Regions from separate parts of the Mus musculus genome. Here regions 1, 2, 3, 4, 5 and 6 are each linked to region 7. The links are chromatin contacts, called in public Hi-C and HiChIP or PLAC-seq maps. All regions are on one chromosome and are shown on one strand. The core of a region is the stretch at or near the end of the contact, and the rest is flanking DNA. Distances in the headings are between cores, read along the strand shown.

The links. Hi-C and Micro-C count contacts between places; a contact is called where the count stands out from the background. HiChIP or PLAC-seq counts read pairs in DNA pulled down with a chosen protein or histone mark.
Region 1: a Hi-C map of B cells shows a contact between it and region 7, with 11 read pairs. The contact joins the promoter of Tmco1 here to the promoter of Pogk in region 7. A contact is called at or near these places in 9 of 39 promoter capture datasets (3T3-L1-derived adipocytes, cranial neural crest, frontonasal cranial neural crest and 5 more), 1 of 484 Hi-C or Micro-C datasets (B cells), 8 of 115 datasets of contacts at active chromatin or transcription factors (bone marrow-derived macrophages, craniofacial prominence, embryonic basal ganglia and 4 more) and 2 of 9 other capture datasets (adipose tissue and liver).
Region 2: an H3K4me3 HiChIP or PLAC-seq map of bone marrow-derived macrophages shows a contact between it and region 7, with 5 times the contacts expected there. The contact joins the promoter of Mgst3 here to the promoter of Pogk in region 7. A contact is called at or near these places in 3 of 39 promoter capture datasets (hippocampal neurons, liver and pre-B cells), 6 of 115 datasets of contacts at active chromatin or transcription factors (astrocytes, bone marrow-derived macrophages, embryonic forebrain and 2 more) and 2 of 9 other capture datasets (liver and macrophages).
Region 3: a FOXA1 HiChIP or PLAC-seq map of pancreatic cancer cells shows a contact between it and region 7. The contact joins the enhancer-like site here to the promoter of Pogk in region 7. A contact is called at or near these places in 4 of 39 promoter capture datasets (the 3T3-L1 cell line, the HPC-7 cell line, cranial neural crest and 1 more), 1 of 15 datasets of contacts at CTCF or cohesin (large pre-B cells), 1 of 484 Hi-C or Micro-C datasets (bone marrow-derived macrophages), 7 of 115 datasets of contacts at active chromatin or transcription factors (SST interneurons, bone marrow-derived macrophages, embryonic forebrain and 4 more) and 1 of 9 other capture datasets (liver).
Region 4: a Hi-C map of B cells shows a contact between it and region 7, with 7 read pairs. The contact joins the enhancer-like site here to the promoter of Pogk in region 7. A contact is called at or near these places in 3 of 39 promoter capture datasets (hippocampal neurons, liver and pre-B cells), 2 of 484 Hi-C or Micro-C datasets (B cells and cortical neurons) and 3 of 115 datasets of contacts at active chromatin or transcription factors (bone marrow-derived macrophages, embryonic forebrain and forebrain).
Region 5: a contact with region 7 is called in an H3K4me3 HiChIP or PLAC-seq map of neural tube, with 11 times the contacts expected there. The contact joins the promoter of Aldh9a1 here to the promoter of Pogk in region 7. A contact is called at or near these places in 15 of 39 promoter capture datasets (the 3T3-L1 cell line, the HPC-7 cell line, HPC-7-derived erythroid cells and 11 more), 5 of 484 Hi-C or Micro-C datasets (B cells, CD8 T cells, bone marrow-derived macrophages and 2 more), 11 of 115 datasets of contacts at active chromatin or transcription factors (astrocytes, bone marrow-derived macrophages, craniofacial prominence and 8 more) and 2 of 9 other capture datasets (adipose tissue and liver).
Region 6: an H3K4me3 HiChIP or PLAC-seq map of bone marrow-derived macrophages shows a contact between it and region 7, with 7 times the contacts expected there. The contact joins the promoter of Uck2 here to the promoter of Pogk in region 7. A contact is called at or near these places in 6 of 39 promoter capture datasets (the 3T3-L1 cell line, the C10 cell line, hippocampal neurons and 2 more), 1 of 484 Hi-C or Micro-C datasets (cardiomyocytes), 14 of 115 datasets of contacts at active chromatin or transcription factors (SST interneurons, astrocytes, bone marrow-derived macrophages and 10 more) and 2 of 9 other capture datasets (adipose tissue and liver).

The regions. Positions count from the first base shown.
Region 1 is chr1:167,306,735-167,310,499 of GRCm38.p6, forward strand. It overlaps Tmco1 (transmembrane and coiled-coil domains 1), which reads left to right and starts at 1,936. Exons shown (of 7, transcript NM_001039483.1): 1 at 1,936-2,199; 2 at 2,572-2,649. The coding sequence starts at 2,130.
Region 2 is chr1:167,392,097-167,395,986 of GRCm38.p6, forward strand. Mgst3 (microsomal glutathione S-transferase 3) reads right to left here and starts at 1,745. Exons shown (of 6, transcript NM_025569.2): 1 at 1,655-1,745.
Region 3 is chr1:167,229,298-167,233,555 of GRCm38.p6, forward strand. Uck2 (uridine-cytidine kinase 2) reads right to left here. Exons shown (of 7, transcript NM_030724.3): 5 at 596-693. Among named protein-coding and RNA genes, the nearest start is that of Gm46170, 35 kb to the right of the region's middle. Within about 2 kb of position 1,849, at least 61 of the 459 cell types and tissues checked have an H3K27ac peak or open chromatin away from gene starts, as enhancers often do. A contact at or near this core is called in pancreatic cancer cells, where this site is marked.
Region 4 is chr1:167,368,930-167,373,209 of GRCm38.p6, forward strand. Mgst3 (microsomal glutathione S-transferase 3) reads right to left here. Exons shown (of 6, transcript NM_025569.2): 6 at 3,037-3,713. The coding sequence ends at 3,574. Among named protein-coding and RNA genes, the nearest start is that of Aldh9a1, 21 kb to the left of the region's middle. Within about 2 kb of position 1,457, at least 21 of the 459 cell types and tissues checked have an H3K27ac peak or open chromatin away from gene starts, as enhancers often do. A contact at or near this core is called in B cells and bone marrow-derived macrophages, where this site is marked.
Region 5 is chr1:167,347,193-167,351,376 of GRCm38.p6, forward strand. Aldh9a1 (aldehyde dehydrogenase 9, subfamily A1) reads left to right here and starts at 2,799. Exons shown (of 11, transcript NM_019993.4): 1 at 2,799-3,224. The coding sequence starts at 3,044. It overlaps Gm24182 (a small nuclear RNA gene), which reads left to right and starts at 1,833; the gene lies at 1,833-1,939.
Region 6 is chr1:167,282,696-167,287,072 of GRCm38.p6, forward strand. Uck2 (uridine-cytidine kinase 2) reads right to left here and starts at 2,432. Exons shown (of 7, transcript NM_030724.3): 1 at 2,081-2,432. The coding sequence starts at 2,179.
Region 7 is chr1:166,407,230-166,411,408 of GRCm38.p6, forward strand. Pogk (pogo transposable element with KRAB domain) reads right to left here and starts at 2,599. Exons shown (of 6, transcript NM_175170.4): 1 at 2,478-2,599; 2 at 1,769-2,102; 3 at 1,170-1,303. The coding sequence starts at 1,787.

The sequences.
Region 1 (3,765 bases), core at 686-3,185, 900 kb after region 7:
CTGCAAGAGCAGACAGTGCTTAGAGAAAGCACTGACTCCAGCCCCATTTCACCGATTCTAACCCTCCCCTTTTCATAACTTTAAGCTAGTGTATGTAGAGCTACAGTATAGTATGGTTTAACTAGATTCTTAATATTATATAGTCAGCATCATACTTGTTAAACTCCACATCAAGCACGTATAAAATGCTATACAGTACATATTGTCTCAGTCAAGCTTCTTAACAGCTTTACCCAGCTGGTGCCATTAATGGTTACAGAAAACTGAGGCTAAAAGCCTTAATCAGTAGACTCAAGCAGAACTGAAAACCTGGCAGAGCTAAAGGTCAACCCTTTGTCCTATCTCAACATTTACCTTGGGTGATGTAGAAGATTAAATAAAAACATACCCTTGTGTGAACTCCTGCTCAAATCAAGACTCAGCTCAGACTGACCTTTCTGAAGCTATTCTTTTCTTTTCTTTTTTGGTTTTCCAAGACAGGGCTTCTCTGTGGAGCCCTGTTTGTCCTGGAACTCACTTTGTAGACCAGGCTGGCCTCGAACTCAGAAATCCACCTGCCTCTGCCTCCCAAGTGCTGGGATTAAAGGCGTGCACCACCACCGCCTGGCTTCTGAAGCTTTTCTGAATCCTCCGTGAAGAATCGGTCTTGCGCTCTCAACACTTTAGCTATAATTCTATCTTACTATGGCGTACAATTTCCCTGGGGAATTTTGGAACCAAGGAATCTTATCTTGCTCCATCTTACAGGGCCCAGTACTGTTCCTGACATATATTTAATGTCTATTAAAGACGTATATTTATAGTTATATCTTTATTTAATAGACATATATTTAATATCTATTAAAGGAGTCCTGGATAAATATAAGGCAAGAGAAACTAAAAAGGTAATGCTACAGAAGATTTATAAATTGTGTGCAGTGAAATTTGGAAGAACAATGACAGAAAATGGAAGTCAAACTGGGCATGGTGGCACAGTTATGGAAAGCTAGGACAGGGGGGTCTCTTGAGTGCTCCAGGTCAACCAGGGCTCCATAGTGCAACCCTGTCTCAAAAAAACACAAGGACGCACAAAGGAAGACTTCTGAGTTTTCTTGAGGAAAAAGAGCAGATCTGAGAATTGGGAGGAATCGAGTGCTCTTATATCAAGGCCTTCCCGTCATTTTCTCGCCCCGCTTGCACACGGTAATTTACAGTCCATCACGGAGGACATCTGAGTGTATGAGGCTCTCTCAAGACATCCTACTTTTACACACCACACCTTTTTCTATCCCCGTGTCCGTCCCCCCCCAACCCCCCGGCTGTTTTTTTTTTTCTTTCTTTCTTTTTTTTTTCGAGACAGGGTTTCTCTGTATAGCCCTGGCTGTCCTGGAACTCACTCTGTAGACCAGGCTGGCCTCGAACTCAGAAATCGGCCTGCCTCTGCCTCCCAAGTGCTGGGATTAAAGGCGTGCGCCACCACCGCCCAGCCCCCAAAACACTTCTAACTCAAATTCAACGTTTTCACTTCTTCCCCTTCGACTGCGCCACCGTTCCTTCCAATAAAAGCCCGGCCGCAGCAAGCGAGTTGTGCAGCCCTTCTCCTCCAACGGCGTCCCCGGCATCATAAAGGCTGGTTTAACCAGCGCCCGAGGACTCCTCGACTCGGCTCGCCCAGCCCAGGACCGGGGCGAGCCCCCAGACCCTGACGCTCCGCACGCGGTGGCCTAACTTTTCGGCCACGGAGGCGGGGATGCGGGTGAAGTCCAGCCACCGTGTGACAGGGTTCTAGTGTGAGGTAGGCGATCGGGCTCGGAGAGCAGGTAACGCACTGCCGAGGTCGCAACGCCGCCGCCACCACACCGCCATCCTCCGACCGACCTGGCTTTCCAACTCTCGCGAGACCGGGCCTGGCGCGCGCCTTCGGCCCCCGAGACTTGCGCGTTGCCGCTCTCTCCCGACTATGGCGGCCAGACGGCGGGAGTGAAGCCTGTAGTTCCGGGTCGGCGCCCCGGAAGCGGAAGTGTAGACTCGGGGCTGTCAAAGTTGTAGCGCTCCTCGAGGGTCGGTCCCGCCACGTCTCTTCCCGGTCTCTCTGGCTCTGGAGTGCTTTCCCCCCGCGGAGGGTGGGAGCGCGGGGACAGACGGGCGAGATGAGCACCATGTTTGCAGACACGCTGCTCATCGTCTTTATCTCCGTGTGCACCGCGCTGCTCGCCGAGGGTGAGGGCGGCTGTTTCCTTGGACGTTTGATTAATCCCAGGGTGGAAGGGCACTGGGGTCCCTCGCACCCCATGAGCAAAGATCGGGAGCCTCACTCCCTGCGGCCTGCGTGGTCCGTTGCAAGAAATCCCGGGCTCATCCCCCTATAGAAGCAGGAGAGTAGTGTGGAGTCATACGTCCTGATTTTCTTTACGTATTTGTGGATACACTGAAAAAAACAAAACAAAACATGGGTTGATCTGACTTTGAAAAAAGTTACTGATAAGTATAGAGCAAAATGTCGAAATCCTTTTGTCTCCAATACTAACAATTAAAGATGGTTTGTTGTGATTTCCATTTATTTCTCATTAGCATGTTGCTTTTACTGTTTAGGCATAACCTGGGTCCTGGTTTACAGGACAGACAAATACAAGAGATTGAAGGCAGAAGTGGAAAAACAAAGTAAAAAATGTGAGTATGGTAAGACGGTGGACGGTTCAACACGGGAAGTTCAATGGGTGCATGTTCACAGTAACTAAGAGAGGAGTATACCAAGAATACTACAAGCCAGTGTTCCTTGTTAGGGCAACTGAAATCTCAACACTCAGGAGATGGACATGATTGTGAGTTCGCAGCTAGTGTGGGCTACATAGGGAGATTCATGTTACAAACAAAACCATACTCTAACTTGGTAAAGATAGAAATCAAAGACCTTTGTGCAGCATCTTTAATAAAGCTAAAAGGAATCTGGGTGTGGTAGAGCTCCAGATAGGGCAGGCCTGGTCTACATAGTGCATTCCAGGCTGGATCTACTTCCTGTCGAGACCTTGCCTAAAACGGGGGGGGGGGGGGGGGGGGCGGGGAGCTAAAGGGGAAAGGGGTCATGGCAGACACACACACACACACACACAGAGTCTTCATTCTAAAGAAGAGGTCCTGTTCTGTTGTGAGAGACTATGGAAGATCTCATGGTACAGATGGACCCAGTGCCTTGTGGATTAGTTAGAATGTAGATAGAAGATAAAAGAGGGAGAGGAAATTCTAGGGAAAGGAAAAATCACGTAAACATGGAGATTTGAATGTGTGAGCTGTGTTTGGAGAATAAGTCACTGTGACTAGTGTCAGTGGGAGTGGTACCCTTTAAAGTTTAGCCAAGTTTCAGTCGGGTGAGAAAGCTGAAAAATGATTGAAAAAATGATTAACATGGGTAAAATTTGTGACTTTTGAAGGAAAGTTAAAATTTAGCAGGGCACAGCTGATCATATAAATAAGGCCTTAGGTAGCCCAGGCAGGCCTCACATTTCTGATGCCTCACCCTTAGCTCCCCAGTTACTGGGACTTTGAATGGTTCTCTAAAAGCACAATTGGTATCCAGTGTTGGTTGGTTGTTTTGCTTTTATGAGGTGGGTCTCATTTAGCCCTGCTTGGCTTTGAACTCACTAGCTGAAGATGACCTTGAGCTGATTCTCCTACCTTCCAAGAGATGAACTATAGAAATTCAGAACCCTAAACCATACCTAACTTGGCTTCTAAGAGTTTCTACAGCTACCTTTATTCCTATATCCTTCTTATTTCCTTATATCTTTA
Region 2 (3,890 bases), core at 495-2,994, 980 kb after region 7:
GTCTACTTATAAAGGAGTTCCTTTTCAGATTGTTTCCTCCGGAACTCTACACAAGCAGGAGGGAATCTAAGTGAGGGAAACTCTGCCCTTGTCCTTTAAACAAGGACTCAATAAATGGCCCAGGCTGGCCTTGAATTACCATTCTCCTGCCCCAGGCTCTCTGGTGCTAGGATTCCAGTTGCAGGCCTCTGCATCCAGCAAGATTTTGTTCCTTAGTCTAAGGAAGCCCCAGTAGTTCAGTTTCTATGGCTGGCCACACTATCCCTGTCATTTTATATATAGTAACACTGGTTAAAGGAAAAAAAAAAAAAGAATCACTTGACAGAGTTTTCTATTTCTGTAACATTGTGTCAGGAAGAAGCTGAGCAGAATGTACTTCCCAGGGTGAAAGCACATGTTTGGATTTCAGATGTTAGTTTTATTTAACTCCTTAGATAAATTTAGCTCCTGTGAGAATAAACAATTCTGGATCCCCTGACTCAAGACAGTATACTCTCATTATGGACACACTGAAAGAAAACACACCGGGTAACCCTGACTAATAACCTTGGCTGCTTCCGGGAAACTGCAGTCTGCAGGTGCCCTACAGATTCCCGCAGGGAAGCCCTGGTTTCTGCTACTACCTTAAAATCTGCAGCAGACCCTGCAAGGCCACACCTAAGCCACCAGTACAGGCAACAGAGCAGAGAGCTGGTTGCTCTCTGGGGCACCTCCTTTCCCTAGTTAAGGGATTCAAGTCCCAACCCGCAGCGCAGCGTTGCTTTCCTACCCATCCGACCATCTGTCTCTGCTTTTCCTCTACTTCCTTTTCCGCACTGACTTGTACCCTAGGCTACTTGCAGACTGGTGCCTCCCAAGCAAAGAATTAACAGAAACCACAACCTCGGGAGTGACTCAGTGTCTCTTACTCCCTTCCACCACCCTGCAGGTGCCCCACCCTGTGGTTCTGGGTCTCCCTGTAGCGACACAAGATAAGTAAAGGGACACTTGCGGACATGTGAGTATGGGATGAATTAATATCCCACTCACTCTTCCCAAGAAGTCTCTTGCTATGAGGACAGAAGTAAGAAAATGACCCATATTCAGGTATCAATGCAAATATTTCTACGAGGCGAGAGGAAAACAAATGCAATTCCCTCTGAGACCCTCTCGAAGGATCCTAGCAACAAGACATCCATAGCAGGCGCGGCGCTTGCACGCCACTTATGAAACCTGTGCTAGATCAGGTACGAATGGCCAGTTCCCACTGCAGAGTTCCGGGCTCCTTTCTCTGTATTAACAGCTGCAGTGAGTAAGGTCAGGTGGTCTCTTGAAGGCCGAAAGAGGGAGCCCCAGGTCTTTACACAATTGGAATTAAGGAGGGGGAGGAAAATAAGGAATTGAGGATGAGCTGACCTTGAGAACCTCCCTGAGTTAGAGATAGCGAGGTAGGGGCCTCCCCGAGAAGCTCCTAAGCTACACCATCGGGGGGAGCATGCAGGGAGGGCGGAGGGCAGAGTGGGTAGAAATGCAGAGCTCAAATCGACCGATAAAGAAGGGAGGTTGGAGACCCCAATTCCGTTCCAAGTGACTGAGATACCGGTTGTGCATGTGCAGGCATTCAGGTGTCCCAGTGAAGCTAAAGCTCCTGCAGCTCGCAGCTGCCAGCACTTACCTGGCTCACCTTCGTGCGCCTGGTACAGACCTGAGAAGCACAGCAGTGCCTAGGTGCGGCTCTAGCTGTCCCGCAGGACCCGCCCCACTCCGCCCCGCCCCGCGCGGCCACGCCCTCGGGACCGCCCCCGAGACCGCCTCTGACTTTGGCGGTTCTAGCTGTTTCTTAAACTAGACTGCATTTTTTCCCTGTGTCGGGTAGCCCGCATATCTACTTTTCCGGCTCCCCAGTGTATATATTTGCTCTACTCTCCAAGTATCTTTTCGTGACTACAGTATTAAATTGCTCCTAGAGATTTGTTCTGCTTGGTTGGAACAGAAGCGACAGTAACGCGTTAGTAATTTGTCCCCGGCAGGGCACTGTAACTCAGCTTGCTGCGCGTGCGCAGAAAGTAGAGCGTAGTTTATGGAGAGCTTGGGGTGGGTGGGGAAGGCGTGTGTCTCACTTTTGGACTCTCTTGGGGAGGGGGCGTTTGAAACTGTGGGAGTTCCCTTAGCCTGCGCCGTTGGCGCGTACCTCAGCTCTGCCTACACGGTGCACCGCACCCATTCTCTCTCCCCCAGCCCCACAGGCGGGCTCCTATGGCTTGGCTCGCCCAGGTATTTCTTCCCGGACCCCGGCACAAACTTAACAAAGAGCACAGGCGCACCCTCTTGTGCCACCTCGCGGCGGCCTCCAGGAGAGCCTTGGATAGGACCTACTAAGCAGAAGCAGACCTTGACTGCTAATTTCTATAAGTTCTGCTTTAAACCGGTCGCAGAAAGCACCGAAGCTATCTGCTACTTTTTTTTTTTTTTTTTTTTTTTGCCCCGCGTTTCTGAAATGCCCTAAGAAACTTAACATGCTACGACCTAAGAAACTAGGTCAGACAGTGCATACCTTTTAATGTCTCTCCCCTCCTTCCTCACAAACACCAGAGAATAAGTTTATTCTGTAGCCAAATATGAGTGACCATGGCCTGCAGTGGCCAACTGTAATTTCGTGAACTTCTAGTAACAGAACCAAAGAAATTCCTAAGTCAAGTTCCCTTTCTTGTACGTTGGGAACGGGTGGTGGTGGGGGCATCAGGTGTGCAGATTATAGCAAAGCCTGGAATAAGATCTCAGATATTGTCTGATGACATTCTTTGTCTTGAGTTCGTAGAGGCTAGTGGCAGGTTTGTACTCTCTGAAATGATTTGAGTGATAGGTCCGAGATAGCTGTTCAAATACATAAATGACTAGTAAGGATGTTAAAGCTAGCTTGATTGGCTGAAGGTTTCCACCCCTCCACAATCACCAAAATTTTAATCAGTACAATTTTTAAGATTTTCGGATCTTTAGCACAGCTTGCATACCCTTCCTTTCTTCCACCTGTCTTTCTCCCTCACAGCCCAGGTGTGCCTCAAGTTCATATTGCCATGTAGCTCACACTGGTCTTGAACTGATCCTCCTGCCTCCACCTTCCAACTCTTGGCATTATAGAGGTGCACTAGTGAGCCCATCCTCACGAGAATCTCTTCTTTGGGAGAATTTGCACTTCTAAGAAAGAGTGCCTGGGAGTCGAACAATCCCAAGCAGGAAAGCCTAGAATCAAGGAAGGGGCCAGGCTTGGCTTTCCTTTTTACTGGCTTGTCTTGCCTACACATCTGGAAGTACATCGGAGGCTCATGTAATCTTTATTCTTGCTGCTTCATCAGCTTCCAGTTGTTCTAATGCTTACCCTTAAGTACAAGAAAGGTTTCTACTTCAGGTTTCCTGGTGTGTTGGGTTTACAGGACTTGCTTTGACTGAACATTAAGGAAGCAAATAGGAAAAACCATTTCTACACTATTAAGGGGCCTCATTCCCCTCTTGCTTCTGGTCTGTATAAAAAAAGGCAGCCAAGGTGGTAGAACAGATGATCAGAAAGTCAGGATAATACTGGTGGCTGCTTTCACAGACCTTCCTGTCTGACCCTAAACAAGAATTGATCATGTAGGACCTTATTTCAAAAATCTTACAAGGCCAGAGGAAGTGTGGAATACCTTTTATCCCAGTTCTTGGGAGACAGAGGCAGATGGATCTTCATGAGTTTGAAGCCAGGCTGGTCTGCATAGGGAGTTCAGAACAGCCAGGACTATCTAGTGAGCAACTGTCTCAAACAGGTGTCCCTCAAGCCCCCCAGACCCAGCCAAACAACCAATCAGAAGCCAAAAAAATCCAACCAGACATCAATAAAACCACGAACCAAATCAACCAAAACTTTACAAAAGCAA
Region 3 (4,258 bases), core at 599-3,098, 820 kb after region 7:
AAATGAACCAACTGTCACAGTGCCTCCCTCCACGACCCCTGCACCCACACTCAGCTTTCTGGAGTCTCCAGCCGGTTAAGGTCTATCTTGGATGTGAGCTAGCTTCAAGCAAAGGCTCGATACCATAACCCTTCCAGGCAAGAAACGCAGGTTGCGCTAGGAGATACTCAGGGCTAGAGTAACCTTAAGAGGAAGAGGGGAGAAAGACAGCAGGACGGAACCCAGCCTGCTCTCTCAGGACTTCAATCAGGTGCTCACTCGGAGAGGAGTAAGATCTGAGCTGCAGCTGAAGCCCAGATGAATCCAGCAATCTACCATCACAAAGCTAGAGCGAAGGCCCAGCAGCTAAACGCTCTTATCGTTCTCCCAAAGGACCCAGCATAGGCCTGGCGGCTAACAACCATCTGTAACTCCAGTTCCATGGGATCCCAAGCCCTCCTCTGGGCACTCCATGCATGCGGTACACAGACATACACAGGCAAAAACACCCATACACATAAAATAATAATAATAATAATAATAATAATCCTTTAAAGAAGATGAAATCATTAAATATCAAGATTTACATTTAGCAAAGACAAAGAATACAACTCACTGGCAAGCAGAATTCCTCAAAGGCAGGCTTCACAAACGTAATGTACTGTGATAAAATCTGCTCAAGGTCCCTCCCTCTTTCGCTGATGTCCCTCAATACTGCAAGAGAAGGAAAAACAAAACACAGAAATCAAGAAAACGGTTCGTGAGGGAGCAGACCGGGCCCATGCAGGTCGCCCGCGTGACTGAGAAGCCGGACTTCAGGTTCTTGACCTGGGATGGATCAACAACAGATTTAGGAAAAAACAAGTTGCGTTAAGTCTTACTACCAGCAAATTCTACTACGGTGTGTTCTCGAACATAAAAGGCTGCCTGACCAAGACCAACAAGCAGCTTTCTTGTCACAAGCCAACAGAATTTTTACAAGAACCAGGAAAGAGCAGGGCGCCCCCACTGAGTCCGACAACAGGGAGCAGCTGGCAGCGGCTGGCGGAATGCTCACCAGTGTTCCCAAATCCACAGCAACCACCACCACCACCACCACCATCCCACCCCTCAACCCCTGCCCACCGGGGTGGAAAGCCCTTTCTGCTCACCTCGGGCACAGAAGTTTGCGAATAGAAATGCCCCCGGTGAGTTCTCTCCCATTCCAGGCAAAAGTAAGCCGGAAAACGGAGGAAGCCCAGATGGATCCAGAGTCACCGCCTTCCACGTCTATGATCTCCCTCAGTCCCTCTAGTCAGGGACCTGCAGCCAGCACTTTTTAAAAACCTGTTTTAAGGGCCAGACTATCTTGGTTCTGTCACTGTGCTCTGACCTCCCCAGGGCTCAGTTTCCCTTAGAGAAGTGAGGTAGGAAGGAGGGCCTGTCGACCAACGCAGCCCTCTGCACAGCTGTCATTTTTTTTTTAAAGATTTATTTATTTATTTATTTATTTATTTATTTATTTATTTATTTCTTATATGTAAGTACACTGTAGCTGTCCTCAGATACTCCAGAAGAGGGCATCAGATTTCGTTACGGATGGTTGTGAGCCACCATGTGGTTGCTGGAATTTGAACTCGGGACCTTTGGAAGAGCAGTCGGCGCTCTTAACAACTGGGCCATCTCGCCAGCCCCAGCTGTCATTTAAAGCTGACTATTAACATGCTACGTTCTTTATCTGCATTCCCAGGGATTACCAGATCTCAGCCAGGCCGCTAAGTAGTGATGTGTGTGTGTGCACATGCGTACACGATCACACCCGCACACGTGTGGGCACACCCCACACAGACCTGCTGCTGCTGCTGCTGCTGCCTGCAGGCCAGACCTGGTAACTTCATCTGTCATAAGAGAAGCCGGTGAGTCATGCAGTCAGCTCTGGGGGGAAAGTGACCCAGCAGGACTGCGTGGCTCTCTTTATCTAATGACTATGGATCTGGAGGAACGTGACCTAGATGGGAGTCCTGTCCCTAGAGACTCCTGCTCCTGTGACCTTAAACAAGTGACTTCTCCTCTTTTGGGTCTTCATTTCCTTAAACAAGAAGCTGACAACGTAACATCCTGATTATAACTGGGGGAGGGAGGAATCTCACGGAGCCTATAGGCTGGTCTTGATATGGAGCAGAGGATGACCTTCAACTAACTCACACACCTGCCTAAACTCCCGAGAGCTGGAGCTGGCCGCTGTGCTCCGTTTTCACGCAGTGCTGGGGAAAGAATCCAAGCTTGTGCCCACTGGGCAAGCAATCTATGAACCAAGCTCCATTCCCAGCCCCGATAAAGCTATTAGTTAAGATGACAGGGAGGCACAGAAAATCTTCGGCATGGCAGCTGGCACACGGTAGGTTCAACAAGCCTACCCTCCTGTGACAACTGCAATACCGGCACAACCTGGAGGGGGCTCCTCAAGCTAAGACCAGCCAGTGAGGGGAGGGGGCAGGGGCCGCAGGAGTCCTGCAGAACCCCAGACAGCTAAGGCAAGGTCCGGGAGAGGCCAGTAGAACACAGACACATGCGATGCGTATTTTAAAGGGACAGATGGAAAAGAAGAGTCACAAAGACACGGGTCCCAGATATTGAGGACATACGATAACAGAAAAGGCACTGTCACCCAACGCCCTAAGAGCCTTCAAAGAAGTTGTCACCTTAAACAGACTAGGATGGCTCCATGGCCAAGGGCAGGCCGGGGTCAGCCAGCACACTGCATTTGAAATGCCCTGCTCCTTGGCCACTGCCAAGAAATGGAGCCAGACCAAAGGCTGAGTCAGAACAAGATGTTGGCACAAACCGGAAACTCCAGAAAAACCAACACTCCCACCCCACCCCACCCCAGCCCAGCCTGAACCCCACACTCGGGTTGGAACAAAGCAATGTGCAGGAAGCTAAATGTCTGCTAGCTCCCTGTCTGGCCTAGAGGGGCCCGACAGCGGCACTCTAACCGCCCAAGCCTCTAACTGCCCAAGCCTCGTTTCTGCTTAAGAGCCCACCAGGAGGAAGGAGCAGAGAGAGAAGCACTCAGTAAATGCAGAGAGTAAGGTGATCTAGCGGGGCCTGCGGGATTCTAAGACCCACTTCTCCCTGGCTGGTATGTCAGACACCTAGCACACATAGCCTAGGTTAGGAATGATGGGTGGAAACCTGGCACCCAGCTCTCTCAGAATCTTCTCCAGGCCTCTATCTGCTCCTGTTACTCACTCACTGTCCCCCCGACCCTGAAGATCCCTGCATCCCAAGCATACACCAAGCGTGATTTGTGTCACACCTTGAAAGAAGGAACTTGTAGAAATGACAAGTAAGAAAACTCCACAAATCCACCAGGAAGGGCAGGGCTTTGCAGAGGGGGGACTTGTAAAAACACATCTGAAACAAAGAGGCAAGCAGTCTGCCCAGGCAGCAACGGGCAGACAGTCACTGACCAAGGAGAACCTCGGGGGAGCTGGGTGCATATGCCTTTAAATCTCAACCCTTGGAGGCAGAGGCAGAGGCAGGCAGAGCTCCCAGGTTCCTCATCACTTCAAGGACTTCCCATAGTCATATGGAGACCCTCTCCCCATCCCAGGCCAGGAAAGGGAGGGAGACGGTTTTGGTCAACCTGGATCCTGATGACCGGATTTTAGTCAGAAGCCAAGACTTTACAACTACTCCAAATCTGATTCTAATTTCCTAGGCGTGTTTAGCCTCCTCTGAGGTCTCTCTAGGATTGAGTCCCACCTGCTAGGTCAGTTAGTAAGCCAGTCAGTCAAGACTCTCCCGAGGCCCAGCTAGACTGCAGAGAGGATGCCAGCCCCTCCCCCTGACCATCACCTCCTGCGCCTCTGGGCACTCTCCCTGCAACATCTCTAATCTGTCACTGAAGGACTCATCCCCGGATGACTGTGTGCTAGGAAAAAATAAGGTTCAGACACAGTCTGCCCAAGGCCACACATCTGATGCGCATTGAAGCCTGAGTGTTAGCGCATTGAAGCCTGGCTTTGATTTATTATTATTATTATTATTATTATTATTGTTGTTGTTGTTGTTGTTATTATTATGTACCATGTTGCCTTTGGCAACCATAAGGTGAGGAAAAGTGCTGCATTTGTAGGTCAGGTGACGAGTCAGATGCACTGAGAGAGGAGGGGTCCATCAAGAAACACAAGCCTGCCTGGGTATCACTAGAGCCACCACCGTCACTAAGCCAGAAGAGGGATCTGCCTGCTGGAACTAAGGTCTCACCCACCAATCTCCCCCCATCACTTACGGA
Region 4 (4,280 bases), core at 207-2,706, 960 kb after region 7:
TTGTCTTCCTTTTCAAGGTTTGGGGGAGTTGACAAAAGAAACCAAGCAATTAAACAGCAGTGAGATTACAGTGAGTTCTTGCTTAAGCCCGCTGCAGCTTTTAACTGCAGTTAAGAGAAAGCCCGTACGCCTCATCATGACCATCCACACTGTCTGGATGTCTGATGTCGTCTGTTACTCTCCACTTTCTCCTCTGGGTTCTCTGCCAGGCTCTTCCCTCTTTAGACCACGTTTTCCAGCTCGTCATCTTACAGGTTCCTTACACCGCAAGCTAACCTCTGTTCCAAGGTACGGTACCCATCACACACCGCCTCCTCCCTCCCTGTTAACATCCACTGTTACTGTAACTGTTTTTGTGCAAACTGTACCCTTCCTCCACTAGAACACAAACGGAAAGCAAGAACTGCCCTGTCTGAGCGTCTGAGCGGATAATGCTCAGTGTGGCCAGGGAGCCACAGCACCTGGTTGGTAGAGATGCAGACCGAACCCACCTCAAACCTGTCAGTCAATTTTAGTAAGATCCTCAGATGAGGCATACACAGGGTGGCTTGCCAGGCAGTGCTGTGAGAGAAATGGTTCTCTAGTTTGGCCCTTCATTAAGGCTGCCTACTGAACGTTAAATGTACTGAGATGCTAATGTAAGTGATCTGGACTCTGGTTCTCAGGTGAATTCAGTAGGCAGCTGGGCTAAGCCCTGCTCTGAGCACGTATGCTTAGTCACAATTAAACATTAAGTGTGCGAGTTGCCCTAGCCACATCGCAAGTCCTCAGTATATAAAACAGGTGCTGGTTACTTTATTGGACAGTACAGAGTATGTTTCTGTCACGTCAGAAAATTCTACTAGAAAGTTGTTTAAGAGGGATAGGACAGACAGGCTGCTCATTTATGTATTTACTTATATTTATTTATCTGTGTAAGTGGGTGTGTGTGTGGGCAGGAGTGGAGGTCAGAAAGCCCACTCAAGGAAGTGGGTTTTCTCCTATTAACATGGATTAAGGGAATCACACTCCGGTGGTCAGGCTTGGTGGTAAATTCTACAGGATGAGCCATCTCTCTGGCTTAAGACTGGTCATCGTGATCAGGATTGGATAGCATCTTAAGAATGTAAAGGGGAAGTTATCCAAATTCTGGGTTACACCAGCAGATGGCGCCCAAGCTTTCTACCACACCTTGAGCCCTGCTTCTGGTCTTGGGCGCCTCCTACTGTGCATGCGTGATCATGGAGCCTCAGTAATTGTGTACGAGGGTTTCCAATGTCCCTAATGGCTCATGTACTTACTTGAAACTTGGTGCCCCGTTGGTGATGTTTTAGGAGGCTGTGGGATCTTTGGGACATACTTCTGTTAGGTGGAGAGATACTCTGGTTTCCTTTCCTGATTCACATCATTATACCCTTAAAAGCTGACTCCCCACTGGTCTGCTCCACTTTTGGTTATATGAGCTGGTCACATGGAGAAAGCAGCAGCTACAGTCTGAGGGAGGCCAGGGCAGGAAGGTGTCACAGCAGAAACAGCAGCAGAGGACAGAACTGAGACAAAAGGACGATGTCTGTTAGGATCCAGAGACAAGAAACAGCAGTCTCTGGTTGCTAGAAGAGTCAGAGAGCTGTCCTCCTTAAGACCAAGGGTCTTACATCCTGGGCCAAGAACTTTAACTGGCTGCTACAGCAGTGAGTTCTTCACCTGTGGGTCGTGACTCCCACCTGTGGGTTGTGACTCCCTGGAGGTTGAACAACCCTTTCACAGGGGTCATACATCAGATACCCTGCATATCTGATGTTTACATCATGATTTGTAACTAACAAAACTACCACTATAAAGTAACAATGAAAAATTTATAGTTGGGGGTGGGGGCATACATGAAGAACTGTATTAAAGGGCCCCAGCATTAGGAAGGTTGAGAACCCCTGACCTAGAGGCATGACTACCTGGGACCTGCAGAAGGACTGTAGCACTGGAAGGCACCCCAAGCTGCTGTTCCCACCTGGTTACTACCACTGCCCACAGCTGTCACACAGGGACGCCAGTACTCCAGAGACCAGCACTGGGTCCTCCTGCCTCGCTGGGTCTCAGTGAGAGGAAGCAGTTCTCCAGGTCCCCCGGGGTGCACTTCTTTTATAACACAGATAAAACCCAGTTACTGCAGAGGTTTACCGATGTCCCATCCCTTTCTAGTCCCAACCCCAAACTTCTTATCTCACTATCACCATTTCATAAGGGAACACTTACTGCTGCTAAAAGGAAGGCAAATATGAAGGCAAATTTAAAACTTTATGGGGGTGGGGGTGGGGGGTTGGCGAGGGGGCAGCCCATTTCCATTTCCATTTCTTCAGTACACTGGTGACATATTCTCATGACCCGCTCCGGGAATGTGTTCTGTTCTAATTCCCAAGGGTGTCCCAGTCATCCCAGTACAGCTGAGCCACCCTTCAGTGCCTTCATCTCTGAAGCTTGAGTGACTCAGTCCAATGGAAAATGCATGGGGTTTATAGTTAAGGCTCTGTTCAGCAACTAACTCTGATCCTCAGAAGCTATCGAGCATGTGAAGTGTGGCTGGCCCAAACGAAGAACTTGTGCGTCTGTTATAAGCATTATCCATCTAAAAGCCACTCGTGGCTAGCGGCCACCCAGTTGGATGGCAAAGGTCTAGACGCCGTGTTCTTGTTCATACCTTGCAGTCATTATTTTGCCAGCTTAGACCATTCTCTAAAGGCCTTTCCTCTTTGTTCCTAATCAGACATTGGCATAGACACTTTAAAAAATTTATTTATCTTTATTTTATGTATGTTGATGTCTTTTGACTGCATGTATGTCTGTGTGAGGGTGTCAGAGCCTCTGGGACTGGGTTTACAGACAATTGTGAGTTGCCACATGGGAGGTGGAAATTGAACCTGGGTCCTCTAGAAGAGCAGTCTGTGCTCTTAAACACTGAGCCATCTCTCCAGCCGGTTTCCTCATCTATAAAATGAGCTGTTAGCAATTCTAGCATCACAGTTATCCCTAGTTTCATCTGTGTCTATTGCTTAAGAAAGAAGCTTTAAACAGTTAACGTTTATTTGTATAGGTGTTACATACGTGTGCGACATACAGTGCACGCGTAGAGGTCAGGGGCTAACTTGTGGGAGCCAGATCAACACATGGCCATCAGGCTTTGTGACAAGCGTCGTTACCTGCTCATGTGACTGAGCTCATTACTTAACCTTTTAAGCAACATAAACAATCTTCAATAGATTAAAAAAAAAAAGTCCATACCGTTAATTATTAGCATCAAGCGGTACTTTGAACTAGAGCCGAGGATGAATTTTTCCGTCCTCATCACCATGACTTCATCACCGATTCACAGACTGTGTCGCGGGGGTGGGGGTGGGGTGCGCTCACAGCTTTGCTCGTAATGGGTAGAAATGGCACCATTATTTCACTAAGACTCTCAGAAAGAGATGCAGGCAGGAGCTTTAGGTATGAGGCTGATGCCAGATAAGTTTTTATTATATTAAAAAAAAAAAAAAAACCAGTGCAACTGGAAATCAGGGTGAGTCGCTGGAGGTGAGTGAGAGTCGGAAGGCCCTCCACACCTCAGTGGTGGCAGGATCTGGACCCGTAGCCTAAGCCTGGTCTGATCCAGCCGAGATGCTGGAAAGCAGAGCACACGGTGGTGCCCATCAGGGCAAAGAGGGCAAGAGAGCCCACGGCTCCTCGATACCGCTTGCTAGGGTCTGAAAAAGAAGACAGCGGAAGTCACCAGGACATCCACAAGCCATTGTGCTCTAGCATCTGAGGTCATATCGTCAACCGCGTGCTATTGGGAGGTTGGCCAACTCTAGCCTAGAGCCACCAGTACGCTAGAATCTATGTGCAAGGTAACTGTACATTAGCATTGCCTAGACTATGGAGGACTCTGTAAGTCAAGCAACTTTGTCTTAGGCCCAGTAGGAGCATCTGCCTCCGGAATGACACGTAGCCTTTTCCTCTCCGATAGCCATTTATCCCAGCCGTGGTCAGGTTTTGCTGACGCAGCACCTTGGTTTGATTCCTGGCAGCTCTGGCTGGCCCCTTAATATTTCTAAGGCTGTTTCCTCATCTGCACAACAGGCTATTCGCTGTACATGGAATTGCTGTGAGCTTGCCTAGCATATGTAAAGTTCTCAGGCAAGCAACTGGCACTTAGAAAATGCACAAAGGTTTGTGTCTACTCTAAGGGTAGTAAGAAGAAAAAGAACGGACCTTCACGTTAATTCTTAAGCCACTTCCTCATTTTAAATTGTATCATACTTTATGTATAT
Region 5 (4,184 bases), core at 1,549-4,048, 940 kb after region 7:
AATTATTCTCTCTCTCTTTCTCTCTTTCTCTCTCCCCCTCTCTCTTTCTCTCTTTCTCTCTTTCTCTCTCTTTCTTTCTTTCTTCTTTCTGTATTTGTGAATAGTTTTCTGGCTTATTGAAGAAATAACAAGAGTTATAGTCATTAATGTTCAGGGAATAAAAGTGTGTGTCTGTGGGCATGTAAGGGTGTAACTAATGTAAAACTGAACTCTAGCAATAAATAGCCTGACACCAGGATGCTTGGGGGTCGTGGGGAGGAATGGCCTTCAGTGAGAAGTTGGATTTCCAAGGACTTTCTCCTTGGGGAGCCTGGAGATGGAAAGGTGACTGAGTTATATTTCTTCTGTGCCTCCAGTTCTCTAGGAAGAAAACAGAACTGAGGGACTTTGGAGTCCCCCCAGCTTGGCTTTAAGTAAACTTCTGGGCTTGCTTTTTTTGAGGGCTGTCTTCTTTCCCCTTCCCCATCAAGTCTTTCGCTGAGAATGTCTGCCTGCCAGCTTTCACCCACCTGAGGATGCTTCTCCTTTTGCTGCTCTCTGAGCCCCTGCAGTTTTCCTCCTTCTGAATTCTTACGATGACCTGATGACCCTCTGCTTTCCCCGATGCTTCCTTGGGTATTGCTAACGAGGCCGTCTATGTACGGTAGGACTTGTATTGGTTTGCGGTTTGGGGGTGCAGTCCCTCATGGAGAGGAAAGCCGGGCAGGACAGTGAGGTAGCCGGTCACACTGAACACAGAGAGACCAATGCTGACACTCAGCTTCCTGCCTCCTCCTTTTTGCTCAGCCTGGGACCCAGCCCATGGAACAGTGCTGCCTGCCTGTAAGGTGAGTCTTCACATCTCCTTTAACCCAACCTAGAAATCCTCCCACAGAAATGCCTAGTAGTTTAGCCCTTAGACGATCCCAGAAACCATCAAGCCTATAATTGTTACTAACCCCATTCTTCCTAGGAAATTTACACATCCTTTAAACTTTTTTTTTTAAGATTTATTTATTTATGTATATGAGTACACTGTAGTTGTACAGATGTGAGCCTTCATGTGGTTGTTGGGGATTGAATTTAGGACCTCTGCTTGCTCCAGTCCAAAGATTGATTTATTATTATAAATAAGTTCACTGTAGATGTCTTCAGACGCACCAGAAGAGGGCGTCAGATCTCACTAACGGTGGTTGTGAGCCACCATGTGGTTGCTGGGATTTGAATTCAGGGCCTTCGGAAGAGCAGTCAGAGCTCTTCCAGCTGGGCCATCTCACCAGTCCTCCTTTAAACTTTAGATCAGCGGCACACTCTCCTTCCCCCTTCCCCCGATACACAGGGAGTTTCAAAATTCTCTCCTTTTCTTGACTTTAAAAAAAAGGAGGTGCCAAAATAAGAATGAATTTTCATACCAACATTCTGACTTGATAGAGTAAGAGCAAATTTTGCTGTTGACTTTCATTGGGTTTGGGTCACACTCTACTTTTATTGCCACGATTAGATCAACAGATGCCATGGTCACATTTCTGGAACATACATCAGACGATCTAAATGTAACAAATCAACATGGGATGGCTGGGCAGAATACTTTAAACACAACTGGCCACAAAACGACCAGCTGTTATCTCTGTACCTGTCAATGATCTTGACCCAGGCCAGATGTTTCCAGATGTTTCTGACCAACCCCAACAAAAGCAGTCCTTTGAGTTCGGGCCTAGGTGTTCTTAATTGGGTACTGCTGTTTCCATTTGAGGACCCAAACCTACACATCTCAGAGGCACTGAAAAGATTAATTCGTACAGAGAGCTGAGAAAATTGACCAAAATTTTTACTAAATTAGAAGAACACATTCCATGCTCGCTTCGGCAGCACATATACTAAAATTGGAACGATACAGAGAAGATTAGCATGGCCCCTGCGCAAGGATGACACGCAAATTCGTGAAGCGTTCCATATTTTTGAGCTAAGACGAAAGGATGGACTATCTAGAGACTACCCCACCCGGGGATCCATCCCACACTCAGCCACCAAACCCAGACACTATTGTATATGCCAGAAAGATTTTGCTGAAGGGACCCTGTTATAGTTGTCTTGTATGAGGCTATGCCAGTGCCTGGCAAATACAGAAGTGGATGCTCACAGTCTTTTAAAAGATGGAACACAGAGCCCCCAATGGAGAAGCTAGAGAAAGCACCCAAGGAGCTGAAGGAGTCTGCAACCCTATAGGTGGAACAACAATACGAACTAACCAGTGCCCCTAGAGCTCGTATCTCTAGCTGCATATGTATCAGAAGATGGCCTAGTCGGCCATCATTGGGAAGAGAGGTCCCTTGGTATATTGCAAACTTTATATGCCCCAGTACAGGGGAATGTCAGGGCCAAGAAGAGGGAGTGGGTGGGTAGGGGAGCAGAGCAGGGGAAGGGTATAGGGAACTTTCGGGATAGCATTTGAAATGTATATAAAGAAAATATCTAATAAAAAAAAAGAAAAAAAGAAGAACACATTCCCTAATACTGTGCTTCTACAAAGCACAAAAAGAAATCAAAGAAATACAGTAAGGAGAATGTTGCAAAAGCTTGCAGGCCCAGTAGAAGGGGTCTCATTATCCTTCCAGGAACTCCTTCGGGATCTGGACCGGAGGACTTGGGTGGTGTGGTGTTCCACGTAATTATCTAGGCCAAAGGTCTTCCAGTTCCAGCCCCAGAAGCTCTCACCAGGCCCTTAATTATGCTGACTAGGCCCAAGCTACTCACTCTAGGCTCTCATTGGCCGTCCTCTCACGCCACACCCCCTCGTGGCACGAGGCCACGCCCCTCCCACTGTCCCTTCCTCCCAGTGGGCTCTACTGGGCTCTCCTTGAGGGCCCCGGGTCTTCACACTCACGGTCCACACCTCCCCGAGGTCCTGTTCCCTAGTGGTCCACCCCTGCCCAGCCAGGGTCGCCTCTTTCCATGGGCCACGCCCCAGAGATTCCGCCCCTCGCCACTCCCTCCTCGTTACCGCGCTATCTCCCCCTCCAGTAGTAATCTGCTGGGGCTTCCGGACGCTTTGCACGCGTAGCAGATGATCCTCGGTGCAGTCGGTTCTGTGCTGACCTCGCTCCTCCGCATTCACCGGGCTGCAGCAGTCGCCGCCATGAGTACTGGCACCTTCGTCGTGTCGCAGCCGCTCAACTACCGCGGCGGGGCCCGTGTGGAGCCGGTGGATGCTTCCGGCACGGAGAAAGCGTTCGAGCCAGCCACCGGTAACCTGGCGCGGGGCGGCACGCGGATGGGGTGGGTCTTCCCCGGCCCTGTGCACTGAGTCTGCTGCCCCGAGTCCTTCCGAGCTCTCCGCCAAGGGTTGCTGAACTTGCGTGGTCGCAGCACGGAGCACAGAATGTTGGGGAGGCTCCTGGAAAAGAGGGGGCGCTATGGGTGCGGTGGGGTGCGCTGGGGGGCCGGGAGTAACTACATGGCTGGAGCAGGAGAGTCTGGCGTAGAACCTGTGGGTCTTTTGAGTTTTGAGAGCTGGGCCTGCAGGAGAGTCTGCTACTGGGATGTTGACTCACAGGTGATTTCTGTTATGCATGATCCACATGACCTTCCCCCTTCTAGTGCTGGGATATTTCTGAACTTCGATGAGAGTTGGGAAAGGAGAGAAAAAAAAAAACAGCAGCCGACAACATCTGTTTAGCTTTAGTGCCTGCTAGCTCTCCAGGTTAACAAGAGAGAGAGAGAAAAAAAAACATTGAACATGTGTAATCACGTGTAGTGCTTACCACTGTTAATTAATGAACTTATCCGTTATCTCCACGTAGTTTCCACCTATGAGTAGTGAGAACTTTCATGCTCTGCACACTTGGCAGATTTTAAGTGAATATGTATTTTACGGTATTATTAGCTGTAATCACGATGTTCATTAGATTTCTACAGTTCATCCTTGCAAGCACTTAATGCTTTGGAGCAAACCCTTAGCACAAACTAAGGAGGAAGCGAGTTCTTTGTTTCTTGGACTTTGGGTTGACTTTTGTGTTTGTTTTGATTATTCTTATTGAATATTCAGAGCAGGGAAAAAAAATGTGTTCTGTAAGCCAGAAGGGCTTGTTTAGTGAGAGAAGTAAAAGTACACTGACCTCCACGAGGCAGGGATTTGCCAGAACCTGAACTGATGGGAGAGGCCATGATAGCTGGGAAGAGTTTCTCAGCCTGCCTCCCTTTAGAGG
Region 6 (4,377 bases), core at 1,182-3,681, 880 kb after region 7:
CTTTTAACTTTCTGAGACAGTGGTTTTGTTGCCCAGGCTGGCCTCATACTCTGGTACCATATGAAGCTGGACTTTTTTAAAAAAATAAATGCACACAGCCTGGTGTGGTGGACCACACAATTCTTTAACAAGCCATCATATGCCCAAAATGTACATTTTGAAAACTGCACGATGAGACCCTTCTTTCATTAGGGTTTCCCTCTTCTTCCTCCTGGATAACAAGCAGGTCGGCAGAGACCTGGCTACACCCACAGTGGCTAACTGGCCCTGCCATTCCAGCTATCTGAGCGACCCATCCTTAAAAATCAACTGCAAATACAGTAGAATAAGATAATACAGAATGTTTATCTGTGCCTCTGGTGACTGAATTATTTAAGTGACTACCAAGGTCATTATGTTTCTAAATGTTCCACTCATCTTCAAGTTTAAAGTCTCTTCCTGCCGGGCTGCCAGGCAGTGGTGGCACCCGCCTTTGATCCCAGCACTTGGGAGGCAGAGGCAGACGGATTTCTGAATTCGAGGCCAGCCTGGTCTACAGAGTGAGTTCCAGGACAGCCGGGGCTACAGAGAAACCGTCTCGAAAAACCAAAAACCAACAACAACAACAACAAAAAAAGTCTCTTCCTCACTAAGAGGGCTGACTGGACTTTAGGCTAATATTACCCCAACTTTTCTCTGGAAATACAGCGATGAATTCCTCTACAACAGGAATACTGGAAAATGAACAGTGCGGCTGAGGTGATTCCAAAAAGAGCTGATGAGGGGCCCTAATAGGAATGGCATTCCTAGACGAAGAACATATTGAAGAACATATTTTTTTTTTAAAGTTTAGCTCGTTAACAGGCAAAAGGCGGGGGGGGGGGGGACCCTAAGTTCCGATACCTAAACAGCATTTCAGAATCCTAGCCATGGAAGCTAAACTAGAGGCGAAATTCATCAATACTGGAGTCTGCGGCACACAACGCCGAATCTGGGCTGCTGAGCTAAAGTACTCCAGACCTGGAGGGAAAATACGTAAAAATCAAAATGGAGGAGGGGCCAAGGAGAAATGGGCTGGAAGCTAAAACCTCGTGGCGCGTGGCGCGCGTCTCATGGCGCCATCCAGCCTTCCTGCTCCACGCTGCCCAGCCTTGGGGACTCACCATCCGGCCTCACCAGCGGCCGCACGCGGCGCCCAGCTCCCTCGGGCGCCCCTCATGGAGCCCGAGCGCCCACTGAACTTGGCGGCTGTTAAACGGCAGGCGAACAAGCAGCCACATCCTAAAAGGGAGCGAGGGGGAGTAAAGAAAGAACCATCTGGGAGGGCTCCACCCTTCTCCACCTGCAGTAAAGACCCGAGGTTAAGTCAAGTCGCCCCTCGCTGCCGTGCAGGAGAAAATACAAAGGAAAGAGGTTCCTCGCAAAGTCAGACTCGGTAACCCCTTCCCTGCGATCCAAGGAGCGAGCGACCCGGACACCGAAGAGCATGGAGCCTGTACAACTTTCTCACTGAGACTGATGCGGTTTTCTCTTCTAAGCATAAAAGACAGCAGCCCCTGCTGTCATCCCATCCGTGACTGTGCCCATCGAGCTTCGGCTCTCCCGGAAAGCCCTGCAACCCCCAGGTGGGCTCCCGGCAGCGGGCGCGCCACCTCGCGCATCCCGGCCAGCCTCGCAGCCCACAGGCTTGGGCCGGGGCCAGGGCCAAGCCGGGCGGAGGAGCGTACCGGGGCTCCGAGGGAAGCCCCGAAAGCCGGGTCCTTACACCCGACTTGCAAAACAATAAGCATCCGCTTTCCGCCCCTCCCCCACAAGACCCTGACCACGAGTCACAGCCGCCGCCGGGAACCAGCGAGGGAGCGCACCATCCCTGCGGGGGACTTGTAGGAGGAACCCGCATCCTGGACCCTCGGTCGCCCGGGTCCCCCCGCTGGTCCCCAACGCCGCGCACCGAGCCTGCGCGGGGTCTGGCGGCGCCGGAGCGCGGCGGCCCGGAACGAGGATCCCGCGGGCCACGCGGTGGCAGGCTGCAACTGACACGGCCCGCGGGCGCCGGCCACATGCGCCGCCCGCCGTGCGAGCAGGGCGCGCGGACTCTTACCTTCCCGCTGGCCGTGCCCCCGCTCACGCCGATCAGGAAGGGCTCGCCGCCGTTGGGCTGCTGGTGGTTCTGCAGGGTCTGCTCGCTGTCCCCGGCCATGACTCGCGCCGCCCCTCCTCTCGCAGCCTGTGCGAACCGACGCACGCTCCCCGCCCGCGACCGGGCTCGCTCGGCTCCTCGCAGGAGCAGCTGGTCGCTGCTGAGGTCGAGGCTGGGCCGGCCGCGGCTGGAGCCCGGGCGCGGGGGAGGCCGAGGTGGCTTTCCCGGAGGTGCCGAGAGCTCTCCTGTGCCCGTGGCGGCCCGTGGGGTTTACATCCCAGGCAGAGGTCAGCGTGATGAGGCTGCTCCAATCCGGGCGGGCTGCGCGCTGCTATTCGCCAGGAGTCTGGCCCCAGCCTCCGCCCCGCCCGGGCCCCGCCGCCGCCCGAGGTCTCTGGGAAAGGTGTGAGCGCCACTCCCCTCCCCACCCGCCGGATTAACCCTTTCTGGGACGGAGCGGGGGGTGGGGTGGAGGGGTGAAGAAACCGGCTAGGTCAGCGTCTTAATGCGCCACTCTGCGTCCTATTTCAAAAGAGATCAAAAGCTAGAAGAGACTGCCAGAGCAGAGCAGAGACTGGAGGTTTGAGACGCAAAACTGGAAAAGGCTGGGAATATGAAGATGGAGAATTAATGCCTAGACCCTTCATCCTCACTGAAACTTGTGTTTTCAGAGACTCCCTTCCCACCCTCCGTGTGCCAAAATAGTGTGTCACCCGCTCGGCTTAAGAGAGTTCCTGTCTTGGAAACCCCCAAGTGCCATTTTCCTTAGCAGGTCTGTCCTCATGTGACTCCCTAAAAGAAGGGTGACTCGGGGACGGTTACTCCTCCCTGAAAAACCAGTGCCCTTCCACACCATCCTAGCTCCGCAGTACTGACATTCCCGTGGAGCTAGGGTTAATGAAAATAGAAACATAACAATGCCATTTCCATTCATTGATGACTTTAACTGACCTAGTTTATTAGAGGCAGGCAATTTGTCACTTAGTTAGGAAAACAGTACCAAATGGAGACTAAAAAGGAGTCTTCACCGCGGGAGCCAGATGTCTTCATTCACATCAAGTTCCATAAGCAAGGCCAATGTGCCTCAGTGCTCTATTAAATGAAAATAAAAATGATACACGCTAGGATTTTTGATGGGCTAAAATGAATTATCATAGGTAAAGTTTTTAGAACAATGCCTGAATATCACTGTAGAGTATTGGGGCTTGAAAAGACTCCTAAAGGAACCAGAAAGGGCAGTTTTGCTGGGCACACCTGAAAGGTAGTACTAGAATCTCCGCTTCTCTGAACTCTGAACCTCTTTTTTTTTGGGGGGGGGTTCGAGACAGAGTTTCTTTATATAGCCCTGGCTGTCCTAGAACCAGAAACCTGTAGACCAGGCTAGCCTTGAACTCAGAAATCCACCTGCCTCTGCACACCTTTAATCCCAGCACTTGGGAGGCAGAGGCAGGCAGATTTCTGAGTTCGAGGCCAGCCTGGTCTACAAAGTGAGTTCCAGGACAGCCAGGGCTATACAGAGAAACCCTGTCTCGAAAAATCAAAAACAATAACAACAACAACAACAACAATAACAACAACAACAACAAAAACACTGGCTGCTTGTCCAGAGGTATGTGGGTCCAATTCCCGTCACTCACTTGGCAGCTTCAGGGGATCTGATGCCCACTTCTTGGCCCTGCTTCCACCAGGAACACTGGTGCACAGATATACATGCAGGCAAAACGCCTATATACATAAAACAGGGTTTTGTTTGGGTTTTTTTGTTTGTTTTGTTTTTGTTTCTTTTCCAAGACAGGGTTTCTCTGTATCCTGAAACTCTATAAACCAGGCTGGTCTCAAACTCACAGAGATCCTCCTGCCTCTGCCTCCTGAGAGAGTCCTGGGAGTAAAGGTATGTGCAGCCACCACTGTGCTACAATTTTTAAGTTTAAAAAGAAATAAAAAATTTTAAGTCTAACACACTTTCTTGTTTTTGAAAACATCGTTAAAGAGTAACGAATCAGTCCAACGTGATATAGTGCATCTTCTCTCTTACTGACTTCAAAAAACAAAAAGGAAATAAGAAACTTCCAATTCTTTAGTGGAAAAACACCAAGGATTTAGCTGGGTATTGTTGGCAGATGCCTTTAACCCCAACACTTAGGAAGCCGAGGCAGGCAAATCTCTGAGTTCCAGGACAGTCAAGGCTGCACAGAGAAATCTTGGGACTTGGGGGGAGAAGACAGCACTCTTTGTTTTGTTCTTTTGAGATAGGATCT
Region 7 (4,179 bases), core at 1,349-3,848:
AGACAGGGGGCAGCATGAAGGCAGGGATCTTGTCTTAACCCTGTGCAGTAACTATAGGTACATGGTAGACTTCCCAGAGGTAACAAATGCCCACATCTTAGGCCTACCCCTCCAGCTGCCAGGCTCCCTCCTCCAGGCACTCTGCTCGTTTCTTTCTTTGCTGGGCAAGACATGCTCTTCCCTTGGCTCTTCTCACTTGCTCAGCACAATCAAGATGTCTACTGTTAATGCTTCTCCGTACTTCCCCAGCCCATTTAGACACACTGGGTCGCTCAATTTAGCCTCAGAATCCAGGGTTTCTACCGCTTTGAGGTCTTCCTTCAAGCTAGACAGGACTGACTCCTGCCTGAGTCAGAACTGAGAACATAGTGCACAAAGAACATGAACAGATAAATGCAACCGCTCCAGACCAGTGAGCCCAGAGTCCCGCAATTATTTATGATGCCACTATGAAACCTAACTCAGAAAGATGCTCCACTGGCGGGGCTGCAGCTCAGGAAGCCAATATGTAAGGATTTTCAGAGTAAAGCAGACAACTCTTGGGTACCTGAAGTTCCCTTCTGTAGGAGGAGTGGACCAGATAATTTGGAAGAAGGGTCTTTCTGGTTCTTTGCCTACAGCTCTGTGTTCTATGATGAAGGGCTTCCCGCTCATGGGACACCAAGGATATTTTGTACTGATGCTACTGATAAATGTTTATAGACAACGAAAAACTAAGCAATGCCAATTTATTGTTCATATTCAATTTCCATGTCTCTAGTAACACTGTAAATAAATGTGTGTGTTAAATACGGTTGCACCTGTACCTGTGTAATCTGTGGAGCCTGGCACTTCCACTCACACCTAGGAGACATACACCTCTCATGCCAGCTCTATGACCCAAGTCTTCCATGAATTTGGTGCCTGTAATACGTATGGTGCTATTGTCAGGCACAGGGGAAACAGGTACTGAAAGAGTGACAAGTTTCTGAGACCTGTAATCAGCCTTGCTGCCGGAAGTCCTGTCCTCTAACCACCTCCTCCATTATTTGTCTTCTGAAGCCACCAGGCTGTTTTCTCAGGAATGTAAACACAGGAGACTGGGCTATTCTTACTTCCATGTCTGCTCCGGGAGGAAGACCCCCAAAGCAAGCCTGGCTCTCAGGCTGGACTGCTCACACTTTACTTACCCATGCGCCTTCTGAGCAGATTTGTACTTTCTGCATATCTATGGGGCCATCCTCCAACTCTTGGATCTCAACCTCTTCCTCCTTTTGCTCTTCTTTCAGGGTCAAATTCAGAGGGTAGGCCCGGGACTCCATTTCTGCATTCAAGAGTTAGCAGACAATCAGGTGTCAGTGGGAACTAGTCTGTGAGAGGGCGGCTCAGGCACACACACACACACACACACAAACCTGTTTAGGTCAAAGCACTGTCTGCTTCCAGCTGGAAGGAAGGGGTTCAGAAAGGTGGCTGGCTTATTTAATTATTACAGAGGCTGAGGGCAGATAATTTATCTGGCTAACTTCAAATATTTAAAGAGCCCCCTGTGGCACGGAGACCAGAGTAGTTTTCACAGAGCCTCTGTGCAGAAGGGCAGAACTTAGAACAGTGGGTAAATATCCCGGGAAGAGGTTTCAAACAGCTCAGTGATGGGCAGAAGTTCCCACTGCCAGGACTGTTTGAGCACGGAATCAGGACCAGAGGAGGGCGGTGCTGATTTGCTACCACATCAAAGTATCTCAGCCTAGATAGGAAATTTAAATAGTTAGCCCAAAATAGTTATCACCTGGGTTTTCCAGATTCATAGGCGCTGTCCACAAGCTACTTCAGAAACTTAACAGTTTTTCTGCCTCAAAGGACCTCCCAAAGCCAAGTCCATGATGCAGAGAGGGGCGTGCCTGGGTGGCAGAGGCCAACCCAAACCTGGCTGGACTTCTCCTCGCCTCTGGGTCGCAAATCCTCTCTATTCGAAGCCTCCTCAGGCTGGTACAAAGAGGTTCCCCAGAAGAGACTGCGGGCAGCTGCTGGGTATGCAGAGAGTGTGCATCTGTGAGCTCCATTTCCCGGGACTTCCCAAGCAAGGATCTTCCCGGAGTTCAGAGTCAGCTTCTTCAATGTTTCTGGGGTGGGTGGAGGCATGGGGAGGTAGGAACACTCGTGAGGTCACAGGAGTCCCGGGACCTGAACTTGGCCGCGGCCTGTGCCCAGCTGCGGGGCGGGTGGTGGGAGGGGCCGGCACGAAGGTGCTCGCCGCCGCCCTTGCCCGCTCCAGCCATCTTGTCCAACCCTCTCCCGCCACCCCCGCCCACCACTAAGGTCCTCGGTCCACCTGCGGGGCGGCGACAGCCCACGCCGCCTACCTCCCCGGCCGGCCCGCAACAAAGGCGGCGGCGGAGGCGACACTGCCACCGGCGGCCCCCGCCCCACCGTGGCCCAGCCTCCTCCGCCGGCCTCGAGGACGAGCCGCCCGGATCCCGCAGCCCGCGCGCACTCACCCCGGCCGAGCGGGCGGCGTCGCCGCAAAGGGCGACGAAGGCTGTGGCCCGGCATTCACCGCGCCATCGTCTCCACCGCTCCCGCCGCCCCAGCGCGGCCCCTCGGGAGGGAGCGAGGACACGTGGTGGGAGGGGAGGGGTGGGCGGAGCCCAGGGTGTTAGGGGCGGGCTAGGGGCGGTGACGTCAGCAGGTCTCGGCGGCGCTTCCGGCGACCTCGGTGCTTCGAGCCGCGTTAGCCCGGTGGCTGGCTCACTTGCGGCCGCCGAGGTGGGCATTTGCTCGGAGGAACACCGCAGCCTTTCCGCTCAGGCATCCAGAAATGCTCTGTGCGCGGAGGGGTGACCGGGCTCATCGTTCTTGTTCTGTCCAGAACGCTGATCCAAGCATACCAAGAAGCGAACTTGAAGATTTTTGTAGTATTGCCCTTTAACTCCCAAGCATGTAGTTTCCTGGGCGTAGTAGGTGTGAAGAAGTTTTTTCGAGTTGTTTGCCCACAGCTCTGTGGAGAATATAGCAACCATGTTCCAGGAGACCTCGAAAATCTTCTTATTTCAGAAAAAGATTCTACAGTCGGAGATCTGTTTGGACCTTGTTTAAACAAACACCACACACACACACACACACACACACACACACACACACACACACACACACACTTCATACTTATTGAAAATACTAAAAGATTGAGTTCAACTTGGGGGTTGGTGATTTATAGCCAAGGAGAGGAAGGGGTGTGGATGTCAAGAGTGTGGATAATTACTAAGAGGAATTATCAAAGATTGAGGGATTCTTGCTAAACCCACTAAACTGGATTCTGGTTGAAAGCAGACCAGGGTGATCAGATAACAAATGTGCTAAACTGACTTAGGATTCTTGCTTAAATAAGGCTGGGCAAGCAGAGGTGGGGGTGGGGAGCACGGCAGCAGAGGCAGCTCAGGAGAGGGTTCAAGAGCCTGTGGTTAAGAAAAGAATCGTTTTTAAAAATCAAAATATTATTTTAAGTAATATGTGCATGGGTATGTGCTTATGCCTGAAGGCTAGAGTCATGGGATACCACTGTGTTGGAGTTACAGGTAGCTGTGAGCTGCCTGATCGGGGTGCTGGAAACTAAGCTCTGATCCTCTTCAAGAGCAGTGCACTTAACACCCGAGCTGCCTTTACAGCCCCCAGGAGAAGCTGTTGTTAAACATTTTACTTTAAACTTATTGCTTCTGTTCACTAATGTGTGTGTAAGCACAAATGCCAAGGCATAGATGAGCTGTGCTTTTTAATACATATAGTACGACACAGAAGACTCACTCTTGAAATGTTGTTATGGCTGACAAGAGCAAAGAGCAATGATGGCTTAATCACTGCACAGAGATTATTGATATATTGAAAGAGAAGGTTAGGATTCCTTTGTTGTTTTAATGGATAGCTCTTTTGATGTATATATTTATTTATTTTTTTAAGAATCAGGAATGGTGGCTTAAATTAATTGATATTCTCATTTTTAACTTTGCTGAGGGAAATGGCAGTTTCCATTGCAAAAGTGAGAAGGTTGTCAGGAAGAGAGCAGAGGGTGCTGGGCCATTGTTGACACCTTCTCTCAAAGGTGAACATGTGTTCCGAAGTAAGAAAAAAAGCAATGCTAAGTTTTAGTCTTTGAGAGTCATACACACACACACACACACACACACACACACACGTATGTATATAAGA